Linked DNA regions of Canis lupus: region 1 is linked to region 2. Evidence: chromatin contacts called from public Hi-C data. All regions are on one chromosome and are shown on one strand. The core of a region is the stretch at or near the end of the contact, and the rest is flanking DNA. Distances in the headings are between cores, read along the strand shown.

Region 1 (5,737 bases), core at 540-3,039, 140 kb before region 2:
TCTCTGCACCCAGTTTCCACATCTGTGAAATGGAGCCATCACAGAGTACTGTTGTAAGGAGTGAACAGGCTTAAGTTGTAAGCACGTAAAACCCACGGCAGGCAACCCATCAAGGCTGGACACACAGCCCACAGCGCGGCACCCCCGCGACGGCTGTCCCACTTGGGTACACCTGTGCTCTGCCCAGCAGAGCGTGGCTCCCCGAGGGCAGGGGCCGAGGGCTGGGGCCCGCCCCGCCCGTTCTCTACTCCCGCAGCTGGCAGCTGGCGAGGCTGCAGGAAACGCCTGACACGGCGCGTATGCACGAAGGCTGCGCCGCTAGAGAAGCGCTAGGCGGTCTTCCGAGCCAAGCCGAGATCCACCACGCGTGGGCACGGGAGCAGAACAAGTCCCCCAGGAGTCAGCGGCCCCTGCGCACGGAGTCAGCGGGCGGCACCCCGCGGCACCCCGCGGCCCGCCGGGCGTCCCCTCCGCCCCGCCCCGCCCCCGCCCGGCGGGGCGCACGTGACGGTTTGTTTTCGGTGGCCGGCGGGTAGCGTGTTCGCGCGCCGGGCCAATGGCAGCGCCGCCGTGCCGCTCACCAGTTCGCCCGCCGCCAATCCGGGGTGCGCTCAGCCCGGGGACGGCGGCGGGCTCGGCGCGCGCGGCCCCCGGGCCAGGTCGGCGGGAGGCCGGCCCGGCGGCCCCGAGCAGCGCCCCCGAGCGGCGCCCCCACCCCCGCTGCACTCACCGGCCGCCGTCCCGCAGCACGGCGGGACCCACCAGGCCGACGAGAAGATGGTGGCGATGACCTCCTCGGGGAACAGCGTGACGTTCCGCTGCACCTGCAGCAGGTTGAGCACCAGGGCCAGCACGACCCCCACCGAGAACAGCACCAGGCTCCGTCGCACCAGGTGGTGGTGCCAGCTGCCCGGGGAGCCGCCGCCAGCGCCGCGAGCCCCCCCCGCCCCGGGGCTGCGAGGCCCGTGAGCGGGCGCGGGGTCCGGGCCGCGGCGGGCCGCCAGCGCCGCGGGGCTGAGCATGTCTCCCACTTTAGCCGCCAGCCCTCCGGCCCCGGCCACCGGGAGGCCTCGGTGCCTGGCGCCCTGGGCGCACGAACAGCTCCAGCAGTGGTCGTCCAGCCGGGGCATCGGTCACCGGGGCGCGCCGGCGCTCCTGCAGGGAGAGGGGCGGGGCCCCGTCACGCTCGCGGGCGAGGGGAGCTGGGGAGCTGGGGAGCTGGGGAGCTGGGGAGCCGGGCCCGGGCGGCGTCGGGCGGAGGGCGAGGTGCGGGCCTCGCGGCTCGCGCGGGAAGCCGGGGCTCCGGGCGCCCGCAGACGGCACGGCCCGCGCCCAGGTCCCGCCGGGTGCCCGCTGGGTGGCGCGGGGCTGCGGGCGGCGGCGGCGGCGGCCAGGCGTCTGGGACCGGCTGCCAGCACCGAGCGGCCCCGGTGCCCTCCGCACGCGCCTCCAGCGCTGGCCCGTCCGGCCCCAAAGTTTCCCACACGCCGTCCGCGCGCAGCGCAAGTTACCCGGGCCCGGGGCAGGGGGGGGCCGAGCCGACCCGCGGGGGTCAGGCGTGCAGCTCCGCCCCGGGGCCGGGCCCGGGTCCCCGCGGCTCCCGGGGGTGGGTGGGGGCGCCCGGACCGCCCCAGGCCCCGCGCCCCCGGCTCCCGCCCCGAGCTCGGCCCCGGAGTCTCCCACGCTCCCCGCGTACCTGTCCGGGGGGGCGCCCGCGCGCGGGCTCGGGGGGGAAGAGGTCGCGGCCGGGACCGCCTGGAGTTGGGCCCGTGGCGCGGGGCGCGCGGCGCGGCTTATAAGGCGGGCGGTGGGGCCCGGGTCACGTGACCCCGCCCGGCCCGCCGTCGGGGGGCGTGGCCTCCGCGCGCCCCGCCCCGCCCGCGCGCCCGTCCGCTCGCGGTCTGGTGAGGCGGCGGTGGCCAATCGGAGGCGGGCGGCCCATATGACGTCAGCACACGCCACCGCCACCTCGCGCCCGGCGCTGGCTCGGGAGCGCGGACGGCCGGCGGGTGGACTGCGGGGCGGCGGGGCGGGTGGACGGCGGCGGGGCGGCGGGGAGCTGGGGGCCGGCGGGCCCGGAGGGGAGGGGAGGGGAGGGGAGGGGAGGGGAGAGCGGGCGGCGGGTCCTCCCCGGACGTGGCGCACGGTGGCGTCCCCTGCTAACCGGCCTCTGCACCGCGCCGGCAGCAGGTGATCGCGCTGCACCTGCCGCGTCACCTGACGCTGCCCCTGTTGTGCCCAAGACCGCGCATCCGAGAAACCGCCGAGGAGCCGACGCCGCTGCAAGTACATGAGGGTTTATTTGCAAGCTGGAGCTTGGGTCCAAGTGTACCCGACACAGCGGAGCAGGGGCTCGGACCCCGAGGCTAAGAAGCACAGCAGTGTTGCAGGGGTCCGTGCCCAGGGAGATTGTAACACACAGAAAGTTGCACAGTCATGTCGGTGCGCACGCAGGTGGCCGATTGAATTACGATTCGCCCTATAGTGACCATTTGGACTAGCCTATTATTCTGGTTAGAGTTGGCGCGCAGGTTCGGCGGCAGAAGACGGGGTTTTCATTCTTTGGCGGTTAAAAGTCAGAGGTCCCGCATTCCTAGGTGTGCTGGTTCCTGATAAGGGTGTGCTTAATAGCTAAACTGGGGTGAGGGAGTGCCTTAAACAACAGGCAGGTCGTGTGGGGGGTTTTACATGAGGTGGCGGGTGCAGCACAAAATGGAGTTAGTCCTGCTCTGCTTGTCCAGGGGTAGGGCATTAACGTCAGATTTCCTGGGTCCCACAGCCCCTACCTCTCCTGTCTGGCCCGCTTCTGCAGAGCCTGACGGTCCCCACACCTGCTCCCTGGCCTAGGTGGGTGGATGCCCCGCACGAAGCCCGGCGCGGAGATGGAGCTGTCGGCGGGTGTGTGCTTCCCGGCGGCCTAGAGGGGTCCAGAAGCCCTTCTTAGACATGAAATCTTTGATGAAAATGCAGATGATGCACTTTTCATTCCTGCAGTGACTTCTCCCACGTTCACGTTGCCTTTCCTTATTTACGGAAAGCAAACCATCACACGTACTGCAGAAAAACAGAAAATGTAAACTCTTATTAAACTTTACTCTTCAAAAGCAGATTGCTTTACCTCGTTGATGTGTAATGTGTTTCGACCCTGTTTCCCACATGTGTCACACCGTGCCCCGTGCTAATCTCACATCTTGTTGAGCAAGATGGTATTAAGATGTTCCTCAACAGTAGCGGGGGAAGAGTCCGTGGTCTTCTGTAGTGTCCCCCATCAGCAGAGATTGAGAGGAAGTTGGGACTTAGAGCAGATCCTCTGGTGGCTGAGAGACCCCGGGGGCTGAGGCAGCATGAAATCCCATTGCACGTGGCAACTTCAGTATCAGGGTTTGTGACTCGGTGCCAGAAGCTTTAAAAAAATGGAGACAGCCTCCTGAGATACTCATATTTTTCAAAGTTCCTTTTTTTTGTTGGGTGGGGAGATGGGAGGGGAGGGTTCACATGATTTTTTCAATGATGAAACAGGAAACTTCAGGAAAAAGTAGTCTTACAGTGGCTGTGTTCCCACTCCGTGACTTTAAGGGGTGTTTCATTAAAGTTTTGAGAAGCACAGCGTAAAGACACTTGCCATCCATTAATTAGCTTGTTACTATTGCATCAGCGTCCATGGTGGGTTTTCTGCTACTGCTAACTTATAGGCCAGACACAGCCTGGTTATGGTGTAAACACCCTACAGCCAGTCCATCATGCCAACCCAGTGTGAACGTAACCTACTAATCTTTTCTACCTCCATGAGAGCCTAAGTTTTTAACAAGTTTCTTCATCATGAACTATGACAAAAGTGTTTTCAAACACTCCTGCATAATCAAGACTTATAATTTGCTAATAATGTCACTTGTTTGCATTTCTTGGGCACGACCCAAAGTGGAAGTGGGTGGGAAGGAGGGGTTCCGTCCTCACGTCTCTCTGTGAGAAGGGCAGAAGCTGGCTTTCACACTCTGTGTATCCCTCTCTAAACCCTGATCACCACTATAAACCTTGCTCCCAGAAGTTCAAAGCGCTCTTGACTTCATGGCATAGTGTCATGTGGGTCTTGGCCATTTTCTCCACGCATCTACTGTAAGTGCACACCGTTGTAACATTGGAACTTTGTAAAAGCAAAAACATGAAAAGCTGCCCAACTGTTCACTGATAGGAGATCGTCTGGCTCAATGACGGCACACGTATCCAAGGGACGCTATGTAATCACGTCACTGCCGGCTCAGCCATCAGCAGCCAGTGTTCTCTCTCCCTTCCCCTGCCATCAGCCTGCAGTGTCATATGCAGGTGGAGAAGCACTTCTTTCAATCAAGGTGTGAATCTTGTGGACGTGGATCTGCATCAGCCTCGGCCCTGAAATGTCGGCATGTCATGGACTCAATCAGGAAAGACTAGTAAATGCAGGGAGCTTCTCACCAGCTTTCAAAAACTGGTCCATTCAGGTATATGAGGCCCAAGAGCAGGGGGGACTGCTCTTCACTTACCTGCCAAGCTGCTGTGTAGGTGGATTCCTTACAGCACTGAAATTAGCATATCTGTCTTCTGGGATCTAAGATGTGTTAGGTTTTCTTTATGTTTTTTTCTCTTGCCATTTTGCCTGGCCATGCAGACTACTCCAGTGTCGCTTTTAGTGTAATACCCTTATGTACAAGTACAAACCTTATGAAAATACATATTTTTAAAAAGATTTACTTATCTATTTGAGAGAGAGTGTGTGTGCAAGTGGTGCAGGGAGAGGGAGTGGGAGAGAGAATCTCAAGCAGACTCCACTCTCAGGACCAAGCCCGAGGTGGGGCTGGATCTCACGACCCTGAGATCATGACCTGAGCTGAAACTGAGAGTCGAACACTCAACTCACTGAGCATCCCAGGCGCCCCTCATGAGAATATTTTATAGGTTTCTGTGTTGTCTGTCTCCTGTGTGGAAACGGACTCTCCATTCCATGAGCTTATTGGTGTGTTAAGGTCTGTTCATGTGCCTATTTCTCTCCCTGCCCCAGCTGCTGGCCACACAGTCCAGCCTCTGACCCCTCATTCCCTCACATCTGTCCTGGGACTTTGTGAATCAGGAGCCCTCCGGGAGCCGCTTCGAGGCCCAGGGAGCCTGTGGGAAGTGGGAGGGCTGCCTGCGGACTGTGTTCTGTTGGGTCCTTGCTGAGGGCTGTGGATGTGGCCTCAGTACTGCTGCCCCACGGCCTGTGGTTTGCTCCAATGCCGGTGGAATCTGGTCCCACGAATGAAGTTAGGCTAGGGGAATGGCAATGGAAGAATGTGAGTGTACATTGTGAGGCTTGCAAACCACAGGCTTGGTTTCAGAAACAATATTCAAATATTTTGAGAATTTGCAACTCCATTATCCCCAGTGACGTTGTTATTGTTGCAGCTTCTCTAATACATAAGGGCTCTCTGTCCCCCCCCCAGCCCCAGTCAGTTACTCAGAGTTAAGTATTTAGGGAAATGTGTTCAGGAGAGCATTTAGTTCTTAATTACTTCATTTTATGTTAATCATTCATTATAGATGGGCCATCATGCAAGGAAAGTTTACTGTTGGTAATGGACCAAATGCTGTGACGTACTTTCTTCCCAAATCACTAACTCAGGACCCAAGACCTCTGTAGCTCTCTAGACACAGAAGACTCAAGAGAGGAAGGGAAGAGCCAGGTGTCTAAGACCTTTGAGAGGTCTTGCAGTGAGTGCCTATAGTC
Region 2 (6,215 bases), core at 3,139-5,638:
GGGGCACAAGTGGCTCAGTTGGTTAGGCTTGGTTTCAGCTCAGGTCACGATCTCATGGCTGTGCATTGAGCCCCGCGTCAGGGTCTGTGCCCAGTGCGGAGTCTGCCTCATATTCTCTCTCCCTCTCTCAAACAAATAAAATCTTTTAAAAATAAAAATTATGATTCAACAAATACCTATTGAGCAGCTATACACAAACATGGTATTTAAAGAGATTATCTAACAATTTTGTGTTATGTTGGCATTCTCCAATCTTAATTTGTAGTTTTTAAAATAAATTAAAAAAAAAAAAGGGACAGAAGTCGGCAAGATGCCAAAGATCCCATTTCCTTTTCCTAGATAAATAGAAGACAACACTTCCCAGCCTTCCTTGCAGTTTAGGTGGGGGTCACAAGACTAGGATTTGGCTAATGGAAGTGGTTGGGCGCAGAAGTGTGATGCTCTTTCCAGGCCGTAGAACTTCCTGCATGATATTGTGAGCTTTCTTTCGGTCTGAATATCTGAAAGCAAATGGCTCTCAGACAGCAAAGGCACAGAATGACAGAAGCCCTAGGTGCCCATTTGGAGGAAAGCTAATTGAGCAAGCCACCTAGTTGTGTGCAAGAAAATCTCAATGTCTTAATTCAGTGGAATGTAGTTTGTTCCATCATTTTAAACACGGTTTCTCCATAGTGGTGCTGTTGACATTTTGCACAGGCTTATGCTGTGGGGGCTGTCCTGCATATTGTACAATATTTAGCAGCTCCCTGGCCTCTATACAAAATATCAGTAGTGCCCCACCTCTAGTCCTGACAATCAAAAATGTTTCCAGACATTTTGTCTGTCTGGACACCATCTGGACAGGGTGGCAAAACTGCCCATAGTGGAGAACTGCTGATTTAAGTCCTCTTGGCTAATATACCGCATGCTAGGCACTGTGCTCAGAGTGATGGGAGACAGGTGTAGGACATACTTTCTAACTTTGAGAGTGGGATAGTATACAGGACATCACACATGCATGTATATTTTTAAGATAACTGCTTCACTGCAGCATTGTAATTGTTACACTGGAAACAAATGTGCAACAGTTGGTTAAATTCAGGTACATTAAAAACCTGTACTGCATATGCATTAAATAATGCAGATATATGTACTGACAAGAAAGGACAATTCTTTTTTAAGTGGCAACAGAAGAGCATGTGTAGTATAATTTTTTTTAAGGAGGAAATATCTTTCTATGTGACAATGTCTGGAAGAACTTTAAGTGTTTGCTTCTGGGGATTGGATTTGGGGTAATTTACTTTTTCCTTGTGTTTTCTAGTTTTTATACATTAGTTAGATGACTATTGGTGGCAACTGTGCTGTGTGGGAGTTGACCAAACCTTTCCCATAAACAACACCCTTGGGGTTCCCAGGTTCTCTAAGACTCTGGCTTGTTTGTGCCTCTAACATTAACGTAAGTATCTCCTTTTATGAGAAAGGTTAAATGTTGTAGTCTATAAACCTAGATGAAAGGTTTACTAAACAGTGCTAATATCTAACTTTAAGGGGTGTGTGACCATCCGAACTGAACAAAATATGAGAACAAGGCTGAGTGTTCTATACTATATAGAGATGCATTAAAAAAAGCCATTTGTAAATACTTTTCTCAATAACACTTCAAATTCCCACCAGTATGACTGAAGTATTCTCAGCTCTAGTTTTGCTTTTTCAATTTCACACTGCACTTTTTTGTAGCCCTGGGCCATCGAACTTGCAAAACAGAAAACAAGAAATGTATGACCCTATTTACCATATAAGCATCAAGCAATATCTGTTTATTATCTGTTTGTTATCTGAAGGCTGATTATCAGCGAAATGACCATGGTTTGAACTTTGCTGGAAGGAGTGTAAAACTATTAATAGTATCATATCTGAGGGTAGTACGTGCATCAAAGTGAAGTGCAAAGCTTCTGTTTAATCAAAAGATACTATTATCTCTAATCTGGGACATCTTCTAAGTGCCACAAAAATCAACAAGAAATATCTATTTGTGAAGAAAATACAGCCATCTCAACATGGTATTTTTCTTCCATAATTTTGCGTATGGACATCTTAAGAAGTGAACCTTTTGCGAGAATCATTTTTATGAGTCGTAGGGCTAATTTTAAAAAACTGAACTGCCTTCTCAAGTCCTTTGGCAGGTGGGTTCAGGATGCCAGTCTTGTTGACTTCCTCAGAGCATCTAGCACCCATGTGAAATTGATCTTGTCTAGAGGTTTTTATTTGTTGGTCCCTGGCAAAGTGGCCCTGTTGAGCACACCCTGAGAGTGTTTCCTGGGTGCTGACGCCTGGCCCTCCTGCTGCAGGTGCAAGGTGCACACATGTGCACCATGGGCCCATGCACCTCCCTGGGGATGACAGGTTGGCATTTTACACGGAGCAGATGTATACAGATGTTACTTCCATCCTCCTTGTCCACTCTTGAGTCCCAGCAGAGTAGGTTTGTTCTGCTAAACCGGACAAGTTTTCTAACCTAGAAAACAAAACACTTGCTTGGTATGCTTTACATCTTTTAAAATTATGCAGTTTGTGTTTAACCAGAGAAGGAGAGAGCTAAAGGAGTCCTGTCATACTATAACAGGGCCAGCTAATTTTGATTCAGTCTTTATACAAGGGATTTATTACACTCCCATTTTCTTAACATTGAACATAAAATGTAACCAACATCAAATAAGTTGTCAGGTACTCAGAGTAAGGAGGGCAGCTCTTATTCAAACAAGCACTCACGTTTTTATTTTTCATCGCAGGAATGTGCTGGCTGCAAGCACACAGGGAGTGATGAGTCCAAACGCACCCGGCGAGGCGCCCTCCAGCCAGCTGCCCTGTCCTCCCCGGCCGCTCTATCCTTCCCCATCCTGCTCCATCTTCTTCCATCCTTCCCTGTCCTGCTCCCTCCTCCTCGTTCTGCCTGGTTCTCCCCGGCCAGCCAACACCCCCACCAATCCTTCCCTTTCTTCTCCCGTCCTCCTGGGCTACCCAGTCCAACCACCCCATCTTCTTCCATCCTCCCCAACCTCCCCTATCCTGCTGCCTCCTCTCCAGTCCCACCACCCTGTCCTGCTCCGTCCTCCCCGTCCTTCCTCATCCTCCCCCACCCTGCCCTGTCCTGCCCTGGTCCCACCACCCCGTCCTGCTCCGTCCTCCCCGTCCTTCCTCATCCTCATCCTCCCCCACCCTGCCCTGTCCTGCCCTGATACCACCACCCCGTCCTGCTCCGTCCTCCCCGTCCTTCCTCATCTCCCCCCATCTTCCCCCACCCTGCCCTGTCCTGCCCGGTCCCACCACCCCGTCCTGCTCCGTCCTCCCCCATCCCCCCCATCTTCCCCCACCCTGCCCTGTCCTGCCCCGGTCCCACCACCCCGTCTTCTCCAGTCCTCCCCATCCTTCCCTATCCTGCCTCGTCCTCCCCGGTCCCACCACCCCGTCCTGCTCCGCCCCGAGCGCCCGTCCCCGCAGACCGCACAGCTCAGGCAGACCCCAGAACGGAACTCCGGAGGTTCCCGGGTCTTTAAAAAACCAACCGCACTCGCACGGACTCGAGAACGCTGACCACTCAGCAGGTGACAGCAGCCAGCTCCGCGGCGCCGCCGGGTGACATCAGGGAGAGGACGCGTCAGGGCGGCGCCGGCAGGGTGACGTCAGAACGCGCACGTCACGACGGGCCGCCGCCGGGGGCTGTGTGTGGGGGGGGGCAGGGCCTCCCTCGGCAGGAGTGCGCTGCGGGTGCGACGGCGAGACGCCCACCGGCGAGGCCCAGGACCCCGGCCAGCCGCGGCGCCCTCCGTCCCGCACGCCGTCCGGCGCCCGCCCCTCGGCCGGGGCCGAGCGCCCGAGACCCGACCTCTGTCGCCTGCGGGCGCTGCGGCGTTACCTCGGTCCCGTCGGGCGGCCGGCGGCGACAGGAGTCCCTCCGGGGCCCGAGGCCGCCCCGCGCCGCCATCGCCTCCGCCGCCGGCCGCAAGCCCCGCCCCCCGCGCCGCGCGCCTGCGCAGCCCGAGCGGCCGCGCGTGTTGACGGGAGGGGCCTCCGCGTTCCCTTCTTTCCCGGGACCGGCCCACTCGGACCGCGCCGGGGGGGGGGCGCGTTTGTCCGCGTCCTCGGGGTCCGCCTCTCGAGGCGGCGGCGGCTCCGGGTTCCGGGTGTGTGGAGCGGGCCTCGTGGGGGCCGTGCCCGCGGAGGTTCGAGCCGCGGGGGAGGTGGGGGGCGGCGCCGGCGGGCGGCCGGGCCCTCGGCGCTCCCCCTCGGCGGCCGGCGGGATGGTGCGTCCCGCAGGGCGCGCGCGGCTCCCGCGCTTGGGCCGCTCGGCGCGGGCGGGGGCGCGGAGGGCGGGGGAGCGGGCCCGACTCGCAGGACCGGGCCCCGGCCGCGCGGTTGGGGAGCGGGCCCCGCGGGGCGGGGCGGGAGCCGCCGCGGAGCCTTGCGGCCGCCGCGACCATGTCGGACCCGGCGCCCAAAGTTCCCGAGGAGATGTTCCGAGAGGTCAAGTATTACGCGGTGGGCGACATCGACCCGCAGGTACCGCGCCGCCCCCGCCCGCGCCCGCCCGCGCCCGCCCGCGCCCTCCGCCCGCCGCGTCCCCGTCGCCGTCCCCGTCCCGTCCCTGCTCCCGCCGCGGGCGCGCGCCTGGCCGCAGAACGTCTGGGCCCCGCCGCCCGGGCCGCCGGCCTGGCTGCGCCGACGCTGGGCCGCCGGGCGCCGAGCAGGCCCGGGGCTGGGGGGCCGAGGGGCCGAGGGGCCGGGGGAAGGGACCTGCGGGAGGGGACCTGGGGGGCGGCCGAGGGACCTTCGGGAGCTGACCCGCGGAGGGCAGGTGGAGGACCCGGGGTGGGGGTCCTGCGGGACCTGCGACCGGCGAGCCCAGGGGAGCGACCTTCCGAAGCAGACCCAGCGAGGGGACCTACGGCAGGGGACCTGGGGGCCGACTTCTAGACCCGCGGCCTGGAGGCTGGAACACGGGGGCTCTAAAGGACCCAGGATTAGAGGGAGCATGAAGGGAGGCGTGGAGATCTGGGTCATGCCCTACTGGGACTATCAGTAGAGGGGTCTACTTCCTGACCAGAGAGGAGGGGAGGACATGGGGTGGGGGGCCACGTCTCGGGCCTCTGCCTGGTGGGGGTCCGGCATCCTGTCGCATAGGTAAGTCCCCCAAACCCATCTGCCACCTCAGCCAGTTGCTACTTTGCTGCTTTCTGAGGCAGATTTGGAGCAGGAGCATCCTTCCTGTTGCCCACCCCATGTGCCTGTGCTCCCAGAACAGGGGGCCCGAGAGTGGGGACAAGGTGAAGGGAATGGAGCTCAGGTGGGAACCCCAGGTCCAGGCTGCTGGGGTGTAGTGAACAGCCCCTGGTGTGGCCAGCCACCAGAGCTCACAGGGCTGGGCTGTGCAGCTGCAATCATGTGGGAAGTGCTTCGTTTGAAACCCTCTAATTCCTATTTCTTGATTTTCCTAATTGGGATTAAACAGTAAATGTGGAAGATATCCAGGTAGCACTAAAATTGTGAACATTGAACAGGCCCATACCAAAAGATACAGTTTTTTCTAAGCCCCCCCCCCCACCCCACCCCGTAATACATCTGTTTAAACGTCAGGGTGTTACTCTTGCACTGTGGAAGTGAATCTTAGTTGAATATCTATTTCAGGTGAATCTTCACAACATTCTTTTTATTAAAGTTTGTGCAGGTAAAATTACCTGGGGTGGCTTATATGCTATGAGGGCTAAGCTTGGAGGTGAAGAGACTTGGAGCCAGGTGATCAGACCTTCGTCCTCAAGAGTGGAGACAGATGTTTAACCAATGATCTTGGTTGGCATGGAAAGAATTATGGAAGGTTGATTGGTCTTGACCTTGTAGAGGCTGGTCTGTTTGTATCTTAGTAAACTAAACTCCCTTGTGTGACTTTCAGGGTGGACCCTTGTTCTGTTGTAACTGTAGGGTGAAGAGACTGGTCCTTGAATTTAAAGGTAAACCGGTGTTGAACCCATAGAGATCATGATGAATGCCTGTAGCAGTGGCAGCTTTTTCCGGTATTGATAATTTTCCTGTCTTTCACTATCCAACCTTCTCCCCCACCTCCTTCCTACTCTCTTTATTTCATTTTAGGACTTTGGCTCTTATGGGGGACTTGAATCAAATGTTACTTAAAACCTGGAATGAGCTGAATTGGAACCATATTTGCTCAACTATGAGTCAAATCT

The links. Hi-C and Micro-C count contacts between places; a contact is called where the count stands out from the background.
Region 1: a Hi-C map of blood shows a contact between it and region 2, with 2.8 times the contacts expected there. The contact joins the promoter of INSIG1 here to the promoter of PAXIP1 in region 2. A contact is called at or near these places in 2 of 9 Hi-C or Micro-C datasets (both in blood).

What each region holds. Positions count from the first base shown.
Region 1 is chr16:18,988,955-18,994,691 of UU_Cfam_GSD_1.0, reverse strand. It overlaps INSIG1 (insulin-induced gene 1 protein), which reads right to left and starts at 1,789. Exons shown (of 5, transcript XM_038559804.1): 1 at 1,697-1,789. LOC102155017 (a long non-coding RNA gene) reads left to right here and starts at 2,099. Exons shown (of 2, transcript XR_005371062.1): 1 at 2,099-2,286; 2 at 2,780-3,107.
Region 2 is chr16:18,847,230-18,853,444 of UU_Cfam_GSD_1.0, reverse strand. PAXIP1 (PAX-interacting protein 1) reads left to right here and starts at 4,388. Exons shown (of 21, transcript XM_038559796.1): 1 at 4,388-4,536. The coding sequence starts at 4,456. It overlaps LOC102154889 (a long non-coding RNA gene), which reads right to left and starts at 3,992. Exons shown (of 2, transcript XR_005371375.1): 1 at 3,893-3,992; 2 at 1-2,494.